Linked DNA regions of Mus musculus: all the other regions are linked to region 1. The links are chromatin contacts, called in public ChIA-PET and promoter capture Hi-C maps. All regions are on one chromosome and are shown on one strand. The core of a region is the stretch at or near the end of the contact, and the rest is flanking DNA. Distances in the headings are between cores, read along the strand shown.

Evidence for each region. Promoter capture Hi-C pulls out the DNA fragments that hold promoters and counts their contacts. ChIA-PET counts read pairs in DNA pulled down with a chosen protein or histone mark.
Region 2: a contact with region 1 is called in an RNA polymerase II ChIA-PET map of memory CD8 T cells, with 31 read pairs. The contact joins the enhancer-like site here to the promoter of Tfam in region 1. A contact is called at or near these places in 4 of 39 promoter capture datasets (the C10 cell line, liver and pre-B cells), 4 of 484 Hi-C or Micro-C datasets (B cells, CD4 T cells and double positive thymocytes), 2 of 115 datasets of contacts at active chromatin or transcription factors (double positive thymocytes and memory CD8 T cells) and 3 of 9 other capture datasets (adipose tissue, liver and pancreatic islet).
Region 3: a contact with region 1 is called in a promoter capture Hi-C map of liver. The contact joins the enhancer-like site here to the promoter of Tfam in region 1. A contact is called at or near these places in 2 of 39 promoter capture datasets (3T3-L1-derived adipocytes and liver), 1 of 484 Hi-C or Micro-C datasets (liver), 2 of 115 datasets of contacts at active chromatin or transcription factors (embryonic stem cells and fibro-adipogenic progenitors) and 2 of 9 other capture datasets (adipose tissue and pancreatic islet).

What each region holds. Positions count from the first base shown.
Region 1 is chr10:71,236,654-71,239,353 of GRCm38.p6, forward strand. It overlaps Tfam (transcription factor A, mitochondrial), which reads right to left and starts at 1,391. Exons shown (of 7, transcript NM_009360.4): 1 at 1,187-1,391; 2 at 263-378. The coding sequence starts at 1,287.
Region 2 is chr10:71,368,334-71,371,033 of GRCm38.p6, forward strand. All of the region lies in intron 3 of Ipmk (inositol polyphosphate multikinase), which reads left to right. Among named protein-coding and RNA genes, the nearest start is that of Ipmk, 22 kb to the left of the region's middle. Within about 2 kb of position 1,393, at least 64 of the 459 cell types and tissues checked have an H3K27ac peak or open chromatin away from gene starts, as enhancers often do. A contact at or near this core is called in liver, memory CD8 T cells, pancreatic islet and 1 more, where this site is marked.
Region 3 is chr10:71,057,444-71,060,143 of GRCm38.p6, forward strand. The region is part of intron 2 of Bicc1 (BicC family RNA binding protein 1); the gene reads right to left. Among named protein-coding and RNA genes, the nearest start is that of Bicc1, 100 kb to the right of the region's middle. Within about 2 kb of position 1,283, at least 80 of the 459 cell types and tissues checked have an H3K27ac peak or open chromatin away from gene starts, as enhancers often do. A contact at or near this core is called in adipose tissue, fibro-adipogenic progenitors, liver and 1 more, where this site is marked.

The sequences.
Region 1 (2,700 bases), core at 141-2,640:
CACCATGTGGTTGCTGGGAACTGAACTCAGGACCTCTGGAAGAGTCAGTGCTCTTATCCACTGAGCCATCTCTCCTGCCCTCTACATCTTATTTTAAAACTATTTTTCTCATTTATATTTAAAGAACTTCTATTAGTTAAAAAAAAACTTATACAGACTACCAAAGAAAATGACTGTACTAGATGCTCTGGTAATGCAAATCAAAGATTGCAATTAAAAAAAAAATCATATCAGAGAAGATCATAAGCCCCAAACTCCTTACCTGGGTGTTTAGCTTTAAATTTGGGTAGCTGTTCTGTGGAAAATCGAAGGTATGAACTCATAGGTTTCTTTGGATAGCTACCCATGCTGGAAAAACACTTCGGAATACAGACAAGACTACACACAAGTAAAAAGAACGGAATGTCAGATACGTGTAACAGTCATACACAGATCTCAGATTCTAAGTACAAAGTCAGCCAAGGTGCTGTACATCCAACACCTCCACCTAAAATGCTAATAACTAGCCCAGCAGTTGTGGCACAGGCCTTTAATCCCAACATTCTAGTGGCAGAGCAGGTGGATCTCTGTTAAGTCAATGACAGCCTAGTCTACAAAAGGAGTTCTAGGACAGCCAGGGCTATGCAGAGAGACCCAATCTTTTAAATTAAAAAAAAAAAAAAAGTCAACCAATCAACCAAAAAAATATATAATCGTAATAACCTTTGAGTGCATTTCCCTTCCCTCTGCTGTGCTAAGAATTCAATTAAACGCAAGGGGCTTCAGCTGTATAAGCTCCATAACCGACTTACTTTAACAACCTACCCTAAGCAAAAAAATAAAAGAGGTTGCAGGGCTGAGGCTTGCAAACAGGGCAGGTTTGGGTGACCTAGCCAAACCAAAGAGGGGTGAAGCAAGTCCTAGCATCATGGGTGACCTAGCCAAACCAAAGAGGGGCCTGCAGGGCTAAAACAAGTCGTGGCATCCTGGGTGACCTCCTGGCAGCGTCCGGGCGAGCGTTCCGCGCCACAACTTCAGGGCCCGCCTCCAAGGCAGAAGGAGAGCGCCCTAGGCGCCGAAAGGTAGAAGGTGACAGGAAGTGGGGTCGGGTACCAAAAGGCGCGAGACCCCAGGCGGCCCGGAGGACGAGGGTGGGACGAGGGCAGACGGACGCCTGAACGAACGGCGTCCCTCGCCCGCGGCCTACCTGATAGACGAGGGGATGCGACCCCCGCAGCCCGCGCACATCTCGACCCCCGTGCGCCCCAGTGCTTTTAGCACGCTCCACATTCCCCGGAACAGCGCCATCGCTCGGGCCGACGAATGATGGCCCGGCGCCGTCCGGTTCGTCTCACGCAATACGGTGCCTATGGACTGCCACACTACCAGCGTGGGAACTCCGGGGGCTTGTTATCATGCCCGCCGCGCGCGGGGTACTGTGGGAAGCCCGGACTTCCGGTCCGCGGCAGGAGGCGGGGAGGACAGGAGGTGCTGTGCGTCCCCCACCGCTCAGTGGGCGGGGCCGGGCCGAGGAGGGGGCGGAGCCTGAGGCTAGGGAGGGTGGGCCTGGTCTAAGGTGGGTGTTGCTGAGCGGCGGCTTACCCCCAGGCCCCTGCCATGTGTTCTCCTGGGCTGCCTGCGTGCTGTTGCTGGACCATGGGCCTGGGCTGCCTACTGAGCTTCGTGACGCTGGTGCTGCGGCTTGTGTCACAGTGCCTGGCTACTGAAGTTAGAGATCCGTGGTACTGCTGATGCCCCAACAGCAAACTGCATGTTTCATGAGTCCGCAGGAAAGCCCACAAGGCTACTGGAGGGGTGGAAGAGAGGGAGGAGTGGTCTTGAAATGGATCGCCTTATTTATCTTCTCTTTAACAATTAATAGAAAGGAATGAGGGTTCCCAAGATGGCCCAGAGCCTGGCAAGCTGAGTTCTATCCCCAAGACCTACATGATTAAAAGAGAGAACCAACTCAAACAAGTTGCCCTCTGACTTTGACATACACACACACACAAACATGTACACAAAAGGAAATGTGTCACGAAAAAAAAATTAATAAACTGAACCCAGCTTGATGGTGCAGGCCTGTAATCCCAGCCCTTGGGAGGCGGAGGCAGGCATTCAAATTCATCCCCTGCTACATAGCAAGTTCAAAACTACATGAGACCCTGCCTCAAAACAAAAACCCAAACAACTAGCCCTCATAATAGCAACAAAGCAAGAATATTCTTCACTTGATCTTCTCCAAAAGGCTGAGAAGCGATAGCAAAAATATTCTTATATTAATACCTGAGCAGGGCATGCCAGAGCCCTGAATATTGTTTCCCACTTTGCAGATCACGTGGACTAGATGAGCTTAGCCAGCCAAACCACTGAAATTGTGGGACCAGGATGGACTTGAGGTAGTGTACAGTTTGTGTCCTACAAAAAACTCAATTTTTGTTTGTTTGGTTGGTTTTTTTTTTTTTTTTAATTCAATGGCATGGAAAAGATTAGGAAGATCTAAAAATGGTCAAGGGCTTCAATCTGTTAAAATATGTTGCTTAAGGTCTGGGAATGTGGCTTAACTGGTAGGGATGCCTGCCAGGATGCACAGAAAGCCGTTGGCTTAGATCCCCCCCATAAGCCAGGATCCTCACATAGAGCAGGCATGGTGTCTTAAGCCTCTAGTTCCAGAACTTGGGAAGCTGAGGCAGGACCACAAGTGCAGGGTTATCCTTGCCT
Region 2 (2,700 bases), core at 143-2,642, 130 kb after region 1:
CCGCGGTCGCGCATGTTGGAGGCTGCCTGAGCCCAGCAATCAGATTGCATTTCGCTGTCTTAGCTCTGAGATAAAAATCAATGTGTAATAAATAGATGTTCTTGTTAATGTTTAACTGTGGGCACAGGATTAGCTACAGGGTGGAGAGTCTCTCTTATCAAGTGCCTGCCTGAGTTGTGATAGTGCCCTTTTATTTTGTGGTTGTTTTTGTTTTGCTGTGTTTTTTGTTTTACTGGGAAGGGGCAGGGCTTGCTCCAGGGGCTCCGCCTGTATTTGTCTTCGTTCTGGATGTTGGAATTCACCTTGCACGCATGGGTTTAAATACCTGTCTGTCATGCTCACGTAATAGTTAATGTATTTAACCAGGCCGATCCCCGTGCTCAGTGACACCAGGCTCTGTGCTGAATAAAATGTCACTTCTGTTCCTCATGAGCAGCTCTGGAAGGCAAGGCTCTCATGCTGTTGCCCGTGTGCCTCAGAGCAGTGCCTTGTCTTGTAAGGTGCTCTCAGAGCTGTACTGACACAGCCTGAACACTGTGGACCATGATGCCTCTGTTTCATGGTGGGCCCCTGATTCAGCGGTTCTCAACCTGTGGGTCACCATCCCTTTGGGGTTTGGGGAGGGTCACATGACCCTTTCACAGGGGTCACCTAAGACCATTAGAAAATACAGATATTTACATTTTGATTCATAACAATAACAAAATTACAGTTATGAAGTAGCAATGAAATTAATTTTATGGTTGGGGGTCAGCATGACATAAGGAACAGTATTAAAGGGTCGCAGCGTTAGGAAGGCTGAGGCCCACTACTCCGATCTGTATATGCCACTGAAGTATAGGGCTTGCTAGGATGGCACAAGCTAACATGCTGGAGTTGACATTTGAACTTAGTTTGCTGTGCTTGTAAAAATTGCTTTGTGCTATTATTTTGTTTAAGATTTTGTAGGTATAAGTTGTACAAACACAATTAAACAAGAAGGACATTTTATTATAAGGTTATAGGGATATCTTACAAAAGTCAGGGGTTTGTAGCTGAGCCATGCTGGGACCAGAACTAGCAACTAGACTGGAACTTAGGAATGTTTCTGCACATGCCCCTAGCCCACCAAGAGGATCGCTTCCTTTTCACATGTTGTGCCATGTGCAGATCCAGACAGAGAAGTCACAAGCAGCTGTCTGTCAGATGTTTGCCCATTTCAATGGCTCTGATTGGGAGTTGGGTTCCTGTTTAACAGGAACGTTTCTGAGGTCTGTGGGTAGCACTGGAAATGAGTTACACCATGCCACACCTCAGGCTGTCTCGGCTGGAGACCAGCCCACAGCAGTACTTCCTATATACCAGGAGTCTCTTCCTCCTTCCATTCAGTCCACAGTTCATTGATGGTTGCATCACACACAGGAAAAAACACTGCTCCACTCTGGACCCAGAGGGCCTGGCTGGGAAGACATCTTTTGTCACTGGTCTGGAGTTACTTCAGGAGATTGTCCTGTAGCGAAATGCCTGTGATCTTTACATAACTGAGTCTCAAGACTGAGCTACCTTGACTTGAGCTTTAGTCTACTGAAATCACTGAGAGAATCTGCTAGTCACGGTCTTCAGAGTGAATCCGTGTTCAGGCTTGTAGACATGACAGCTGTCAGTCTGTAACAGACTGGTGCTCAGGCTGTGTCCCACTTTCTTTTTATTTGATTTGATTTGATTTGTTTTTTTTTTTTTTTCCAATCAGCGTTTCTCTGTGTAGCCCTGGCTGTCCTGGAACTCACTCTGTAGACCAGGCTGGCCTCGAGCTCAGAAATTCTCCTGCCTCTGCCTCCCGAGTGCTGGGATTAAAGGCGTGCGCCACCACGCCCGGCTTTGTGTCCCACTTTCTTATTTCTCTCTTCCAAAGGCTTCTGTTAAGCCCTCCACACCCAGGCCTAGTTCTCTCCTGAGTACACGTGTGTTTCTTTTCTTTTGTGTGTGTTGGGACAAGCTCTTGATGTGTATGTACCCCAGACTGGCCTGATAACCATGTTGCCCAGATTGGTCTTTAGTCCGAAGTCCTCCTGCCTCAGCCTCCTGGGTGCTAAGATAGAGGCTTGGAACTCTACATCCGTAAAGCAGGTTTTGACGTTTAGTGATTGCAACTTAGAAGGGAAACTACAAATGAGAATCTTAGCTGCGTGGTGTTTCACCCTGTAATCCTGGCACTTGGAAGGCTGAAGTGGGGAGGACAGTGAGTTCAAGGCCATCCTAGTAAGATGCCGCATCCAAACACCAGAGTGCGTGCGCACGAGTATAACAGAAGCCAGGGAATAGAAAGGAAACACCTGCTCAATCCTCAGAAGACCTCATCTCATTTTCATGTTGAAGGCTAGCGACCTAACAGTGATGTAATTCCAATCACAGACATGAGAACCAGTGAGTAAAAGAAGCACACATGTGGCCAGTGGAACTAAACACAAGGAAAACTGTGTTTGGGATTAAAGGCGTGCGCCACCACGCTCGGCACTCGGGAGGCAGAGGCAGGCGGATTTCTGAGTTCGAGGCCAGCCTGGTCTACAAAGTGAGTTCCAGGACAGCCAGGGCTACACAGAGAAACCCTGTCTCGAAAAACCAAAAAAAAAAAAAAAAAAAAAAAAAAAACTGTGTCTGTGTTTGGGCCCTACTTGTTGATGAAATGACTTGGTCTGTTATAGCGCAGGGTGGGCTGGGTCC
Region 3 (2,700 bases), core at 33-2,532, 180 kb before region 1:
GTGACAAAGATGGGTAAGATCCAAGTTCAAAGCCAGCCTGGTCTATAGAGCAAGTTCCAGGACAGCCAGGTCTACAAGCAAACCAACCCAGGAGTGTACCACCCAAGCTCAGCACCACATGTCACACGTCACTTGTATGGGAATCCCCACCCCACCTCCACCCCTACCCCCTACTGCTTCTGTCACGCTTGCTGGGAAGTTCCATTCGGGAAACATGCCTAGCTTGTGTGCTGTTCTCCATCAGAATGTTCCAGACACACGAGACTAAATAAAAAGAGTGAGGGATGCTAAGATCATACAGAGCTAATCTATCTTTGCTGCTCTTGTCCTAGCCTCGTGTCTATGGTGACGACCCTGATAAGGAACATCAGCTGTGAAACCCTACAGGCCCTTCGCACTAGGAGCTTCGAGAGTCGTTCCTCAGGAGGAAACAGGAAAGAGAAAATTCTGAGGCTGTACTGTGGAGAATCTCAACCCAGATGAAGGGTATGCCTGGGGCTGCGTAGATGGCCTTTAGATCAGAGCGGAAAGAGGGGCAGAGGGAGGGAGGGAGGAAGGGAGGGAGGCAAAAGAAAAGGGCTATGCACATCTATAACCCAGCACTGTGGGGTAGCACAAACTAGAAGGTAAGGGGCTTTCTGGCTGTCAGGCTAGCTCCAGGTCCTGGTTGGGGATAAGTTTACAAAAGATAGAGCCCAACATGCCCAAGGACTCCCTCCAGCCTCCACACCTGAGCAATGAGTTCACCAGCTCGTGCATGCAGAGAGTAGTAGGCCTGCCCGCCTCTTACAGATCAGGGTGACCTTCTCTGTCACACTCTTGTTGCCTCCTGGAGAGAGTGGGCAGCAGATTCTGTCTATCAGCAAGCTGCGCTCTGCGGGACTAACACATTTAAGGTGCTGTCTTTTAAACAGCCAGCCTTCAGGAATAGTGTGTATTTGTTAATAAATGGCGTGGTGCCATCCTCAAGAGAAGTTGCTCTGGTGGCAGTGAAGCCAAAACAGACAGACCCACAGACAGTCAAAGTCTACAACGGGCAGACTTGTAGATACACCATTCTTACATCTAATCGCTAGTCCAGAAAAAAAAAAAAAAAAAAAAAAAACCCTGTGTTACTCCAGTATCTCAAGCATTGCTCTGAATTAATGGAGAAAGCTCACTGCAGTAAACACTGTCTGCACAGGGGTGTCTAACGACTTCTTCCCCTTGCCAGGCAAGAGAGGAAGACAGACTGAGGGAATGCTCAGCAGGACAGGCCACTGATCCCTGGAGGGCAGCACACGGGAACAGAGCCAGTGCTGACTCAGAGACAGGTTTACTCTAGACAGTTTCTCGTCACCTTTGAGAGGGCCAAGGGAACCGGCCCGAAATCCTGAACAATGACAGTATGCCCTTCCTTTAAAGTCAGTCAGCTGGTCCCCTGGGGGAACTAACCTCAACTTCACAACTGCCTCAGAATGCCCACCGGAGAGCTGGCAAAAGGCATCACGGGGTTCCAGGTTCAAACAGAAAGAGGGCACGCTGCCTTCTCAAGCCAGGGTCACAAAACCACTTGGCTTGAGAAACCTGCCAGGCAGCAGGCCAGCGATGGCCTCTGTGTTTGTTGAAGTCTGCCTAGCAACCCCTGGCAATTTCTGAAAGCACGTTCAGTCATCCTGGAAAAATAAACACCTGCCAATGGAACGGCCGAGGTTCGAAGTGTGTGCCCTTCCCTCCTGGAGAAGAAAGCTTGCTGTTAGCCTCCCGTCTGTGGACAGAGGTGCAGTGGCTGCAGCCAAGAGCATGAGGGTGGGGGTGGCAGAGAGGAGAGTGAACTTTCGGTCCAAACACCACAGTGACACTCTTCAGAATACAAACCCTAATGATACTTGGAGAATTCTCACTGTGAGGAATTGACATTTATTCTACTTAATATAATCATCTCCAGATCCATCTGTTTCCTTACGGTGCATGCTTCCTTGCACTTAAATTTAAATACACATGCTTTTGACGTGAACATAGAAGGGGCATAACGAGAGGGAAGATGAAATCTAAAGTGAGAGGGAGGAAGTGAGAGAAAGGTAATGACCTCGATATATCACAAAGAAGCAGAAGGGAAGAACTAACAAAGAGAAGCGGGAGATGGGACAGCAAAAAAGCAGCAGGGGCTGGAGGAGGGCCTGCTATACTGACATACATTTGTCCATACATACACACATATATGAAGACATCACAACCAAACCCATCTCTTTGTACATCCACTTTAAAAATTAATCTTAAAAATCGAGAGAGAAAAAAAGAGTTGACATCTAAAAATAACTGTGTGGTCTGGAGAGATGGCTCAGCAGTTAAAAGTGGAGATGGATCTCACAGAAGCCCTCAAGTTTGGTCCCCAGCACCCAGGTCAGGTGGCTCACAATGATCTGTAACTCCAGTTCAAATGGATCTGGTGCCTTCTTCTGGCCTCTGCAGGCACCTGCATTTGTGTGCACACACCCACACATAGACACCCACATACACACACAGACACATACACACACAGACACACACACACACACACACACACACACACACAAGTACAGATGATTAAAAAATGAAATCAATGTTCACAAATAATTTTTGCCTCTGGGTTAAAGCGTATGTAGAACCTTATTAATGATTTGAACATATGCTAAATGTTACAGTGGTATAAGCTGGCAATCTACACAATTGCTCTTAACT